Linked DNA regions of Neogale vison: region 1 is linked to region 2. A link is a contact called in public Hi-C data. All regions are on one chromosome and are shown on one strand. Each heading gives the region's core, a stretch centred on a gene start, on an enhancer-like site or on the middle of the called end of the contact. The rest is flanking DNA. Distances are from core to core; before and after follow the strand shown.

Region 1 (3,197 bases), core at 62-2,561, 160 kb before region 2:
ACTAGGCAGAGCCATCTTGTGCATATTCCAAACCCCTGGTGCTAGAAATCTCAACACCAAGACCCCTAACTCCGAGGAGTGCGTGACCTGAGACCTTGTCCTTGTTTTGACCAGTTCCTGGATGCCTGAGAGGACACGTGCATGGTACCATGATTGTCTGCAAATCCCCCAGACCCCAAGCAAAGATGAGACTCACGCTCTCTTCCTTTCTGAGTCTCCCAGACGCTTGGCCTGTATCTGCTGTTTCTATAACCTCAACAAACCTCGTTTGTTGTTGAAATTGGGACCTCGTTCGGTAGGTAGTTGGAAGGTGTTGACAGTTTTTAAATCGCTTGAATGATCCAAATGTCTTACAGAAGTTTATAAGACTCGAGGATGTGGCTCTATCTACCTCCTCAGGTGTCTCTCCACTCCCTCCCTCACACTCCTGTGCTCCATCCCGCCTGAATATAAGGCATTCTTCACAATCCCCTTCCTGGCTAAGTCTTATTCCCTCAATTCTCAATTTTAGTGTCTCTCTAAGATCTCTAAGAAGCTTTCTGTCACTGTTCTATTTTCCCGAAGCCTGCGCAGGTGCCTCCTTTCAAGGTTCCTACAACCCCTCTGTTTCCCCTATTAGAGCACGTATCGCTGGTGGTGCACTTCTTCATCCGTCGGAATCCTCCGCTAGATTGTGATTTCATTTGAAGCTAGGGACAGTATCTTGTTCACCACCGTGTCCCTAAGAACCAGCATAGGGGCTGCAAAGGGATGACGGCTGAAGGGGCTGGGCTGGTGGGGGTGGAGCTGTGATCCCTCCGGTCCTCCCAGTTTTCTGTCGGCGAGTTTCTGAAGGACAATGGAAAATCCCAAGTGTCAACAAGTATCGGTTGGTAGAAAATGTGCGCTTAGCTTGAATGATCAGTTTCATATTCTCACAGAGTGCAAAGTAGGGGTAAATAAGAAAAGGGTCATAACTTCCCCCAAACTCCGCACTCCCTGAGAATAAGACGAAGCCATGGGTATTTGTAGGCACGCCCGGGAATTATTTGAGGAATGGTGAGGCGGAGGGTTACTAACTGGAACTATAAGAGGTAACCCTCCGCTCGAGTCTTGTAATCGTAGAGGCGACGCCTCAGACCGCCAGGGGGAGGAATCGCGCCGTACCCCGAGACTTGGGCGGTATCATTCAACAATGAGGGGACGCGTGGAACTCTGGGGATTGTAGTTTTAAGGGTCGCAATGCGCAATCTTGCGCGATGCACCTTGGAAGTTGTAGTTCTAGGCGAAGAGGAGGGGAGTGCTTTTAAGGGCCAATGATGAGTTCTGAAAACTACACCTACCAAAGGGCCACGGGGTTCGGAGTAGTTTCTGGTTTCGGTGGCGTTGACCTTCTTGGTTACTTCTGAGGGGTCAACTTGGCTGGGTAAGTTGGCTTGGAGAAAGCTCTTGTTCTGAGCTGAGCTACCAACCGGTTTTTTCATTCTCCAGCCGGGTTTGGGGGCTGCTTGTCTCAATCCCAGTAACTCTGGGATTAATCCTTCATTCTTTCCTGTTTCCTCTTCAGACACTTCCAGTATCTACCCTCACCCTTAATGCTCCCACTATCATCTCGCGCCTCCCGGCGCCCCTGGAATCCCACCCTGAGCTCTGGTGGTAGGACCCAGCCCCCACAGCCCCACTCGCTGCACACAACGTGACGTCCCCGAAACCTGGGCGTCTTTATGCCCCACGCCTCCTGTGTGCTTCTCTCTTCCCTTCACTTACCGCTGTTTCATGCTCGTGGAAGAAAGGTCGCCGTTCCCTCTTGTCACTGTGGAAGAGCCCTGGACTCAGCAGACCCAGGATCTGCCTGTCCCCCCGCAGCTCACTCGCTTTGTGACCTTGGATCTTGGGCAAATCAAGCAATCTCCCGGGGACTCCCGCTCTTCGTTTACAAAATGGAAATGGCAATTGCTCTGTCAGTCTTAGGGTGAGGCTCTTCGGTGGAGCCAATAAGCTAATATGTGTGAAAGGGCTTTTTAAACTGTAACGCTTCCACAAGCCAGAGAGGTTATTTTTGTTAGAATTATTAATGCTCTGGAACACTCTTATCTTGGTGTGTGTGTTTAAGATTTTATTTATTTATTTGACAGACAGAGATCACAGGTAGGCAGAGAGGCAGGCAGAGAGAGAGAGGAAGGGAAGCAGGCTCCCCGCTGAGCAGAGAGCCCAATGCTGGGCTGGATCCCAGGACCCTGGGATCATGACCTAAGCCAAAGGCAGAGGCTTTAAGCCACTGAGCCCAGGCGTCCCTTTATCTTGGGTTCTTTTCTCTCTCTGCCCCCTTGTTGCTCAAGCTAACCCCTTGAATGCTTGGTGTCTCCATTTTCTAAGAGCAGGATATTTCCTCACTTCCTCCAGAGACCAAAGGTCAGATGAGCTTTAAGTCCCCAGAGAGCTTTGTCTGAAAGGAAGCCCCAGAGAACTGCTTCTCTTGGACTCTGTCCTGAAATAGCCAGTGATGAAAGGTCCACACAGCTGGCAAAAGGGTGGCTGGTTTCTGCTCACTGGAAACAGGATCCCAGCAGGAGATGGGACAGCTGCATTGTAGGAACCGTCCATCTCCTGGGCTCTTGTGGGCCTTTTTAGTACACTCTGATTTTTGCTGGGGTGTTTCAGACTCAAGAAGGCTGGGAGAAAGGTTCCACTTTGCCAAAGGGTTTAATACAGAAAAGATGAAAGAGACCTTGACCCCTTGGCCAGGTATGATGAAATAGCATTGTTAATTAATTTTTAACATTTTGTGAGCGCTTAAAATGTACCAAGCCTTAGGCAATATAGCACTTTTCTTATTTATGTATTTTTTCAAATTTGTATGTATTTTCTCAATTTTCTTATTTAAATTTAACTTTTGAAGTGGCTTCATTTTACTTATAAAGAACTTGGGCTTAGAGAGGTCATGCTGTAGTAATTACTGTAGTTAGAGTTACTATCTCTGGTTATAGTGCCTTCTACATGTCAGGTGTTTTATATTCATTATTTAATCATTGACAACCTCATGAGTGCTCTTATTTCTGCCGTATAGGATAAATTCTCAGAGGCTTAGAATTTAAGGATCTTGCTCAAGATCACAGCCATTTAAGAACTGGAATTCAGACTGTCACCAAAGCCTTTCTTTTTACACTATGCCATATAGCCTTATTTTTGGATTAAAAAAAAAAAAAGAATTGAGTGGT
Region 2 (3,028 bases), core at 463-2,962:
GTCACTGGGGAACAAAGGACAGGCTCTGAACAGGGGATGGGCTGAAATCTCCCTTGCAGGATTTCTCTTTCACCTGTGGGAGAGGAGTAGTCACTCACATTACGATACAAATGCGGAAAGGAAGCTGGAGAGAGGAAGTGTCTTAAGGTTACTCAGTGGCCACGCCAGTAGAAAGCACTTCAAGTCTGATCCAGATTCTGCTGCCTTCTGCATGGGCTCAGCTCCATGCAGTTCAAGCCTTTTATCAGAGTTCCTCTGTGTGCCAGGCTCTGTGCTAAATATCACGGCCTGCCACGAGTTTCACACAACAGTGCTTCCCTGTGTTTCTCACTCTAGACACTACAACCTCTTCCTCTCCAAACTTACCTCCAAAGACTCGGGCCTAACACAACAGCCAGAGGGATCTTTCTAGGACACATTGCTCCTATGTTTAACCCCACTCCCCACCCTGCCCCACTAGAGACAACAGGGTAACATCTAGACGGGATGGCCTGCAGGGTCCTCTACAATCAGGCCCAACCTAACTAGACCAAACTCCAAGGCTTACAACTGGGCCCCTATACACTTGACAGCCACACCTCCCATGTTCCCCTTGCCCTTCAGCCATGCTGACCACCTCTCAGCTCCTCTTCACAGATCCAGTCTGCCTGAAACACCAGCACCTTCTTCACCAAGCTCATTCTTCAGAGCTCAAGCATCACCTCCCCTCCCCTGACAGATCCTTACTGCCTCCCCTCCCCCAGCACCCCACGTTTCCTTCCCAGTTCTCTCACAGTAGTAATTAGAGCCCGCGTAATCAGCTGTCTGTCGCAGGGCAGGAGCTTCCCCAGGCACAACACAGTGCCTGCCTAGTCCCCAGTGAGCACGTCAACGTTTGCTCACGAACGAAGAACTCTGGCTTAGCCTTCACCTCCCTCCCTGCCCCAAGTGTCATCCGCTAGAAGACTTCCCCCAGTTCGCTGGCAACGCAGGTTGGTTCTCAGCACCCCTACGTTCCCACGACCCCTTTCCAGGCCGCTGTCATGGCCTGTTCACACACGCTCTCCCGCATTAGACTTGGGGCTCCCCTGGGGCAGGGTTTGCTCTCATCACCCCGGCACCGAGCACCCCACCGAGGTCGCCGCACTCGGTAGAACTTGGTGAGGGACAGCCCGCGTGAGCCCCAAGCGGCTGCATGAGGGGAACCGCTGCAGGGACCTTCCCCGGGACCCGCCTCCCCTCCCCCGTAACGGTCCGACCCCAAAGGGCCAAGGTCGGCCAAGTTCTCGCGCCGGCCCCGGTGGCCCTCGGACCCACGGGCCTGGGTCTGGGTCCCGAAGAAGCGAGGAGGCCGAAGTGGCCTGGCTGGCCGAGGAGCGCAGCCGAAACGATAAGCTTCTGCTGTAGCACAGCCACCGAAGCTGGGTGACTCGGGCGAGCAACTACCCCCAGGGCAGAGTCCTCCCACCCTCAGCCGAGCGAGGCGGACAACACGGGCTCCCGCGAGAACTGGCGCGGGAAGAGGAGCCGCGGGCTCCACACAGCCCCTGGCACTAGGCCTTGTCGACAGCCGGGCTGGGAGACCGCGCTCCCGCCTCCGGAGCGGCACTCGGACCTCGTCTCACCTCAGACTCCGGCTCCGGGACTCACTCACCTCACGGCCCCTCCTACCTCAGCGGGCCGCCCAGACTCATCCGCCCTCACTTCCGCTGACCCGCCCCCGGAAGCGATCCATCGCGCCTGCGCACCGAGCGGCGAGCCCCGCGCGCCCTCGGAAGGCGGACAGCGGTTCGGCGGGGGCGGGGCGGGGCTGCGGGCGGCCTCACGCGGGAATCCCGAGGAAGGGGACACGCCCACCCCAAGGCCACGCCCACACCGGCTCAGGCCTTGGGAAAACTTGACGGCGCTTGGAGATCCCTGCGGCCTAATTGGTCGCTTCCGCCACTGGTCTCCGCCTCCTTGCTCTTCTAGGGTAGTCCAGACCCGACCTCTAGCGGCGGGCCTGGCTACATCTCTGCCCGGACCTCAAATTGTGTGGCGTCTGCTGTCCCTCGGCTTAGGCACACTTGAGAATCCTTCCTCTGGCGTTCCAGGCCCTCCGGACCTACCTCTTGCCTCGCCTCATCTCGCCTGTCCGCTTTTCACACTTCTAGCTTCCCAGCCAAGATCCTCTACAGTCTTCTGTCCAACAAGAAGCCTCTCTCTCCTGTGACTACTGCCCTTTAGCTCTTCGCAGCTTGCTCGCTCTCTCTCTCTCTCTCTCTCTCACACACACACACACGGTAGATTCAGTGAAATAGTAGATCGATGGGCAAGACGCCAGAGGCACTGGGACAGAGACCCACATTCCTTTCAGGCTCACTCACCCACTCCATCTTCCCGCTTAGACAACACAGCCCCACCCCCACCCCCATCCTGGTCCTAATCCTGGTCTCCACGGCATCCAGGCCTGGGTCACGTGCTCTCCTCTGCCCTCTGCATACAGCTGTGCCTGGCTCCCCCGCTGCAGTTCTTGGGTCTCTGAGCCTGCAATCCCAGCTGCCGGCGGACAGGCTGGCTTCACAGCGGGGACAGGGTCGGGCAGTCCACACAGGACCTCTTGCTCAGAACTCCACACTTGCTTTAACACTCTGCCGTTGCCCTCTTTAATGTGTGTGTGTCTAAATTAACAAGGGGCCCTGCAGTTTTCAGTTTGCACTAGATCCTGCAAATTACATAGCTGTCTTAGCCAGGGACCTCAGCGGTCCACCCTGATCCTTACCATATTTCAAATGACGAGGGCTGACTTCCAGGTCCAGCCTTCTTTCCAGGATGGCAAATTGTTGTTTAATCATTGATTCTCCTGAGTTGCAGGAGCATGTGACTCTTGATCTCAAGGCAGATCTTGCAGATCACCCTTTCCTGGGGGTGTTAGATGCTGCCTTGGTGATCCATCCAGATCACCTCTACCCTCCCAGCGAACCCACCTTCCAGCTGTGCCGGCTTCACACAGCTGCCCCCTTCTCTGGAAAATTGCACTTACAACAGGGAGCCCATAGGCCCTAACCTG

What was found. Hi-C and Micro-C count contacts between places; a contact is called where the count stands out from the background.
Region 1: a Hi-C map of fibroblasts shows a contact between it and region 2, with 4 times the contacts expected there. The contact joins the promoter of PAFAH2 here to the promoter of MTFR1L in region 2. A contact is called at or near these places in 2 of 3 Hi-C or Micro-C datasets (fibroblasts and muscle).

Annotation. Positions count from the first base shown.
Region 1 is chr2:19,282,884-19,286,080 of ASM_NN_V1, reverse strand. It overlaps PAFAH2 (platelet-activating factor acetylhydrolase 2, cytoplasmic), which reads left to right and starts at 1,311. Exons shown (of 11, transcript XM_044237488.1): 1 at 1,311-1,405.
Region 2 is chr2:19,121,774-19,124,801 of ASM_NN_V1, reverse strand. MTFR1L (mitochondrial fission regulator 1-like) reads right to left here and starts at 1,712. Exons shown (of 7, transcript XM_044237482.1): 1 at 1,634-1,712.